Linked DNA regions of Mus musculus: region 1 is linked to region 2. The links are chromatin contacts, called in public HiChIP or PLAC-seq maps. All regions are on one chromosome and are shown on one strand. Each heading gives the region's core, a stretch centred on a gene start, on an enhancer-like site or on the middle of the called end of the contact. The rest is flanking DNA. Distances are from core to core; before and after follow the strand shown.

Region 1 (3,488 bases), core at 192-2,691, 330 kb before region 2:
CCATGGCCAAATCTTCCTGAGAGTGAGCAGCAGTGGCCTCTGCGCTCGATCAACCATGCCAGCCTCATCTCTGCACTCTCCCGGGACTACCACAGCCTGAAGCCCAGTGCTACTGCCCCCCAGAGAAAGGTGCCACTTGGTGACAGTAAGTCGCTTCTGTGTAGACATTTGCACCTAAAGCCCTTGAAATGACTTCCGTTGCTTCACAGAAAAGGCTCGGATAGTAAGATGCTTATTAATTCTAATGTACATCTGCTGGACATACTTCCTGAGTGCATTCCCCTGTCTGCTAGCTAAGTGTTGGAACCTAAAGAAACCCTCTGTGAACTGTGTGCTGCCTCCATCTATTAGCCCTAGGGTGACTGTGAACCTATTTCAGATTCCTGTGTGAACTGTCTTCTGGGTGACCTTAACCTTTTCCAAATAAAAACATTTCAGAGGTTTTAGAAGAACATGAGCCTTCATATATAATACTGAGGTGTGATTGTTTATATTAACAAGGAGAAGAAAATGAGACAATTCTAATTCATGGAAAGAAGGATCAAGTTTCTCTGAAAATAACAAGTACAAAATATTTTTAAAAATAGAATACATCTTTTCACATTAGGAATAATGAAACACTATTAGATGGTGTTGCTTGTAGAAGAATGCCAACAGGGATGCTTTGTGAAATCTCACAGGTGGTAGTAAAGAGTGCTCTTTTTGTTAGTGTGAGTGAGGTAGGTCTAACTGTGCATCTCAGGCTAGCTTAGAATGCAGATAGTCAAGTTGTCATCTTTCTGGCTCACCTTTTCTTCACGGTAGCCTGCTGTAAGCACCATTTTTCTTTGTTTTTTTTTTTTTTTTTCCTTTTTGTTTTTTTTTTTTTTTTTGAGATGATTTTTCTAGAATTCATCACATAGACTAGGTTAGCTGACTAGTGGCAAAGAAGGTGGAGGAGGTAGAAGTCAGAATGGCTAAGTCTGAGACTCTGTACCACTTCTCAATGTCTCTTGCTTTCTGAGAATAAGGTCTTTAATGTCTTGGTTGTTGTTTTTATTGTTATTATTATTATTATTGCTATTATCTGAGGTAGATAGACTCTGTACAGCTCAGACTGTCCTGGAAGTTTTGATATTCCTGCCTCTGCCTCCGAGTGCTGAGTGTACAGGCGTGTCCTATCTGCCTGGCTTTCATGGTTTGTAATATACTATCTGTGGGTAGGCCACAGTCACACATTTAACAGTGCTTTCAGTTTACTTTATGTTTTGGTAAATAAACATTGGTCCTTAAAATTTTTCCTTGAGTGTCAGACAGATCTGATTTTTGTCTCTACACTCCATTGTTGTAGCCCCAATACCTTGTCCTTTATGTCTGGTACCCTGTCCTTCATGGGCTCCTAGCCTTATCACAGTCTCTGAGCATGCACAAGTTTGTGCTTGCTTCTTATCAGTGGTGTATAGTGCCTTTTGTTTGTTGTTGTGCCTCCCTGTGAGCAGTCTTCAGTGATCCAGCCTGTGATGAGTCACTGCCTTCCATCCATTGTCCGTGAGGGGTCTAGTCTGGCCACTGTTTCAGATGAAGAAAGCAGAGCTCAGCAGTTAGTGACACTAGAGGAACAGAGCTAGCTTTGCACGTCTCCTCAGCATGCCTTCTTTCTGTCACACCCTCCTCTGATTTAAGCTTTAGCCCACATAGGAACCTATGGACTCTGAGGTTCAAGACAGCGCACAACGCATACTGGAGGTTCGAGAGTGGCTCTCTCAGCTTCAATCTGGACTAGCCTATGGAGCTCATCAAGGCTGAGTCTGCTAGGCTTGAACTGAGTCAGGCAGCCTCCACTCATGTAGGAGAATGATGACAGCTTTCTCTTCCTATGTCAGGTGCCCTGCTAAACTTTGCCCCATAAGAACCTAATAAAGTTGGGTCTCTTGGCCTGACTTGGATCCTACCCAAGGTATAAGCTGGTTCCTGACCCTCTGCTGCTCACTTCTGATGTTGACTAGTAACTGCCAACATTCTCTGTGCAGTATAGAATCATGCTGTGAACTCATATGTCAGTATCTTGCTATAGTTAAATATGTTGCCACTAATAAAAAATAAGTATGTATACATTATCAGACTATAGGCCTGATAGGCCAAAGATTGATAAAGTAATTTTTCCTAAAGCCATCACTATTACATTGCATGGTAGGCTGTGCCTGTGTGGTTAGCAGGGTGGGTGCTGTCTGTTGCTGAAGAGAGATGAGTCTATTCTCCTGTGTTAATTGCCTGATCATTTGTTTCTTCAGTCTTCTTATCAGCTTATAGGGTATTTGGTTGGCCAGTTGGTGTTTTATGGAGAAGCAGGTGTGTGTATGTGTGTGTGTGTGTGTGAGATTGTCTCCTGACAAGCCTAGGCTGGCCTCAAACTCAGCTCTGCAGTTTGAACTTCTACTCCTGTCTCCTGAGTGATGGAATTAAAAGGTACACCACACCCAGTTTTTGTGTGATTCTGAGTGTTGAACCCAGGGCCTCGTGCTTGTTAGGCAAGAACTTGAGCTATATCCCCAGCCTATCATCTATTTGATTTATTGCTAGAGGTAGAGGGGGAGAAGGCATAAGTCTAAGTGTGCAGACAATAGGACAACTGGAGTCTTGAAGGTTAAAAGGAAGAGGAGAGAGATAGGACTTGGTGCCTATAGGGTCATATAATGAAAGAGATAAGTTCTACTTGTTAGTAAGACTTCCCTTTTGCCTTCCTGGTCTCTCCTCTGCAAGATTCCCCCCCCCCCCCCCTTGTGTATATTTCCTCTAATTATACCGTATCTCAGACAACACATAACTGAAGCTTCATCTTGACTTACAGCCAAAGTGATTATTCACCAGACACTTAGTGTCTTGGAAGATATCGTGGAGAATATTTCTGGGGAATCCACCAAGTCTCGACAGATCTGCTACCAGTCACTGCAGGAATCTGTTCAGGTCTCCCTGGCCCTCTTTCCAGCTTTTATCCATCAGTCAGGTAAGAGTTGGCTCAGAGGCCTGCCTTATGGATGATGGTGTTCACAAGGGCCTGCTTAGATCTATAGAGCAGCTGGCCTGGGCTGTGCTCAGTGAGGCCATACACACTGACAGAGGCAAAGCTATGACATCTTTGGAAAGTCTGGAGAGATGAGCTGAGCCCTTGGTGTCGACCTGGTGCCTGTCCTGTGACATGGAGTTGCTTGCAGGCTCCTGCTTAGTTTTCTTTGTAAATTAAGGTGGGTGGGTGAGAGATTAGGCACCATAACAGACAGGAAGGAGAGGAAAGAGGAACGGTGGGTACTGCTTCCTTAGCACCTGGCTGATGTAAACCACTGTCAGTGCTGCTGTCACCCTAGATAGGCCTGGCTCTCCTGCAAGCAGTCACAGTAGACTTATTGGTCTTAGGCAGCAGAGCCTTTATAGCTAGATGCACTGATTTCATCTTGTAAGCACTTTGTGTATGTAAGAACCAAAATGTCCCATGCGACTGACATTGTGACCTG
Region 2 (3,476 bases), core at 783-3,282:
GACTGAGGGTGAAGATTTGCTCAGACACAGAAGACAGTCGTTTGAAACTGAGGACCAAGTAACCAGCCATGTGGCATGATTTAGGATAGAAACGTTGGGTGGCTAAGATATGAACTACTTGGGGAACAGAGCCAAAACCATTGGTCTAAGCATTTATTCATATATAAGAAGTCTCAGAGTCATTATTTCTGGAAACAAAGTGGACTGGTGGAAAAACAAGAAGTTACAGATGCCTTCTACTACTATACTAACTATGGAAGGCAGTTTTCTACAATCCAAAAACAGCTTGGCATGCACACACTAATCCCAGCACTCAGGAGAGGAGGCAGAAGGATCTCTGTGAGTTTGAGGCCAGCCTGATCTACACTGTGAGTTCCAGGACAGTCAGGGCTATGTGGGTGGTGAGACCATGTTTGAAATAAACCAGAAAGCAAACCATACCAGGCAAAAAGACAGAACTGGGGTCTGGGAGTGGGAGTTGTGTCTACCTGCCAGTGACCTATAGGACAGCTCTGCAGATGAGCCACACCCTGTGCATAGCACGTCTTCTCTGCTACTACAGAGTCTGGAATGTGAGAAGATGTTCTTCTACAGCCTAGGAGCCTCAAGTTCAGAGATTGCAGGAAAAGGAAATACTTAATCCACCCCTTCCTGTTGGAAGAGGAAATGGGGCTCCAAAAGAAGGTGACTTAGCCAAGGCCTTTCAAAAAGTTAATGGAAGGTCAGCTACTCTCTTAGGCCTGGTGAGTCTCCATCATGTGCTGTCAGGCTTCAGGGAAACAGCAGACACAGCTGAGTTGTCATGACACCCAACAGAGACTAGAGACCAGGGGAAGCTTCCCAAGTATGAGTGGAGCAGCAGCAGTGATGCCCACAGTGGGCCAGGTAGCTCAGCTGCAGGCTGGGAGCTGAGGCTGCTCTGCCTACCATTGCTGTGGCCCTCCTTACCTTGAATTTTTACACTTACTTTTCAGGCCTTAACTAATAATGTATTTTCTACCCAACTCTATCTTGTTGGCATTGTTTGTTTGTTTGTTTGTTTGTCCTTCTGGTCTGAACTGTGTTTTTGAATGTGACAACCAAAATATATTTATCAACCTAGTGCTTGGAGGCTGATGGTAAGTTCAATGCCAATCTGTCTCAACAGGCCAAACGAAAGTGAATTGTTTTATGTGAAAATAATTATTTGAGGCTATCATTGAATGTAGGTCTCATGTGTGCTAAGCATGTGCCTTACCATCACCACCACTGCCCACTCTGTTTAATTCAGCTTTGACCTCGTACAAGCCAGGCTTCCTTCTCTGTGCACACTGGAGTCCACCAGCCAAGAACTGCTACATCTTGTAAGAGTTTTCATCAAGTACAACATTGGGAAACATTCATGTTTCCCTTACAGAAAGCCCCCACAGTCAGGCCCCCACTGCCTCGCTCTCCCAAGAACTGTCTTATTTCCCCTTCCCCACTCCCCTCTGATAACTGAATGGAAGAAGCACGATGTTGGCCAAAGAGCTGAGGCAGGAGAGAGAGAGACAGACAGACAGCTGAGCACTTGCTACTTTTGCAGAGGACCCAGGTTAGGTTCCCAGCATCCACGTAATAGCTCACAACTACCTATAACTCCAGTTCCAAGGGATCCAACATCTTCTGCTCATCTGGGCTCTTTATACCCCCACCCCTACACAGACATAATAAATCTTTGGGGGGAAAGGTTTCCTTGTATAAAACAGCTTACCTCTGTCTGTACCAAACAGAGTTAAGACACAATCTCCCTCCCATTTGGAGGTTCTATCTTTAAAACTTATTAAAGTAGGTGGTGGTAGGACACTGTCGTAGTTAAAGTTTTTATTGCTGTGATGAAATACCATGACCAAAGCAACTTGAGGAGAAAAAGGCTTATTTCAATTTATGCTTCCAGGTGACAGTCTATCACTAAGTCAGGAGCCTGGAGGCAGGAGCTGATGCAAACGCCATGAGGAATGCTGCTTACTGGCTTGCTTCCCATGGCTTGCTCAGCCTGCTTTTTATAAAGCCCAGGGCCACCTGCTGAGGAATGACATAAAACTGTCCAGCATAGACACACAGGCCATCCTAGTGCTCTAAAGACTGAAGTGAGAGAAGTAAGAGTCTGAAGCCAGTCTGGGCCACATAGCCATATACTGTCCCAATAAACAAGCAAGTGAAACTGCTTTGAAATCTCTAAGACCTTGACACTAATGTTCAACCTATGTGCTGGCTAGTTTTATGTCAATTAGACACAAGCTGCAGTCATCTGAGAGGAAGAAACCTCAATTGAGAAAATTCCTCCTTAAGATCTGGCTATAGGACAGACCTAGAAGGACAGTTTTTATTAGTGACTGATATGGGCCTAGGCTACCCCATTGTGAATGGTGCCACCCCTGGACTGGTTGGGTTCTATAGGAAAGCAGGCGGAGCAAGCCATGATGAGCAAGCCAGTAAGTAGCCCCCCTCCATGGCCTCTGAATCAGCTCCTGCCTCCAAGTCCCTACCTAGTATGGATTCCTGCTTTGGTTTCCCCTAATGGACTGTGACTCTACATGCAAGTCAAATCCCTTTTCTCTCCAAGCTACTTTTGGTCATGGTGTTTTACCATGGCAATAGTAAACCTGGCTAATATAACCAAATCAAACTGTGTCTTTCCTTGTGCCTTGGTTTCTCTTAAGAGACTGGAGAGATAACTCAGTAGTTAAGAGTATGTATCATTATTCTTCCAGAAGATCCGAGGTCGATTCTTGTGTTCCTATTGGGCACCTCACAGTCTTTTGTTAACTTCAGTTCTAGGGTGACCAAATGCCTCTAGTCTTCATGGGAAGCTGAACTCGCATGCACATACTGACAAACAGGCACATGTACATATACATATACATAACTTAAAATAAATCTCTAGAGGGGAAAAGTTGATAGTTTGGGGCCAACAAGATGGCTCAGTGGTTTTACCACATGTGCACTCACACACACACACACACACACACACACACACACACACACATACACACACCAAGTAAGTAATAGAAAAGCTAAAAGGTTTTAAGTGTTGACAATTTTGAGCTTTTAACTATGGTTTAAATATTTTTGTCTTTTATACTTCTAATATATATGTCAAGACACTCTTTCCTTTTGAGGTAGATTCTAATCTTCAAGCTCAGTTCCCAAGTACCAGGCAGGAGTTCCTGGACTACGCTGTGTGTGTGTGTGTGTGTGTGTGTGTGTGAGTGATTGTGGTGGTGGTTCTTGCCACAATATGGATGGATATTTTTTCCAATCTTTTTATTAGATATTTTCTTTATTTACATTTCAAATGCTATCTCGAAAGTTCCCTATACCCTCCCCCCACCCTGCTCCCCTACCCACCCACTCCCACTTCTTGGCCCTGGCGTTCCCCTGTTCTGGGGCATATAAAGTTTGCAATACCAAGAGGCCTCTCTTCCCAATAATGGCTAATTAGGCCATCTTCTGCT

Evidence for each region. HiChIP or PLAC-seq counts read pairs in DNA pulled down with a chosen protein or histone mark.
Region 1: an H3K27ac HiChIP or PLAC-seq map of trophoblast stem cells shows a contact between it and region 2, with 9 times the contacts expected there. The contact joins two enhancer-like sites. A contact is called at or near these places in 1 of 484 Hi-C or Micro-C datasets (cranial neural crest), 1 of 115 datasets of contacts at active chromatin or transcription factors (trophoblast stem cells) and 3 of 9 other capture datasets (adipose tissue, liver and pancreatic islet).

The regions. Positions count from the first base shown.
Region 1 is chr7:126,109,409-126,112,896 of GRCm38.p6, reverse strand. It overlaps Xpo6 (exportin 6), which reads left to right. Exons shown (of 24, transcript NM_001311143.2): 17 at 1-145; 18 at 2,828-2,983. Among named protein-coding and RNA genes, the nearest start is that of Gm30807, 11 kb to the right of the region's middle. Within about 2 kb of position 1,441, at least 8 of the 459 cell types and tissues checked have an H3K27ac peak or open chromatin away from gene starts, as enhancers often do. A contact at or near this core is called in trophoblast stem cells, where this site is marked.
Region 2 is chr7:125,778,402-125,781,877 of GRCm38.p6, reverse strand. All of the region lies in intron 6 of D430042O09Rik (RIKEN cDNA D430042O09 gene), which reads right to left. Among named protein-coding and RNA genes, the nearest start is that of D430042O09Rik, 72 kb to the right of the region's middle. Within about 2 kb of position 2,032, at least 1 of the 459 cell types and tissues checked has an H3K27ac peak or open chromatin away from gene starts, as enhancers often do. A contact at or near this core is called in trophoblast stem cells, where this site is marked.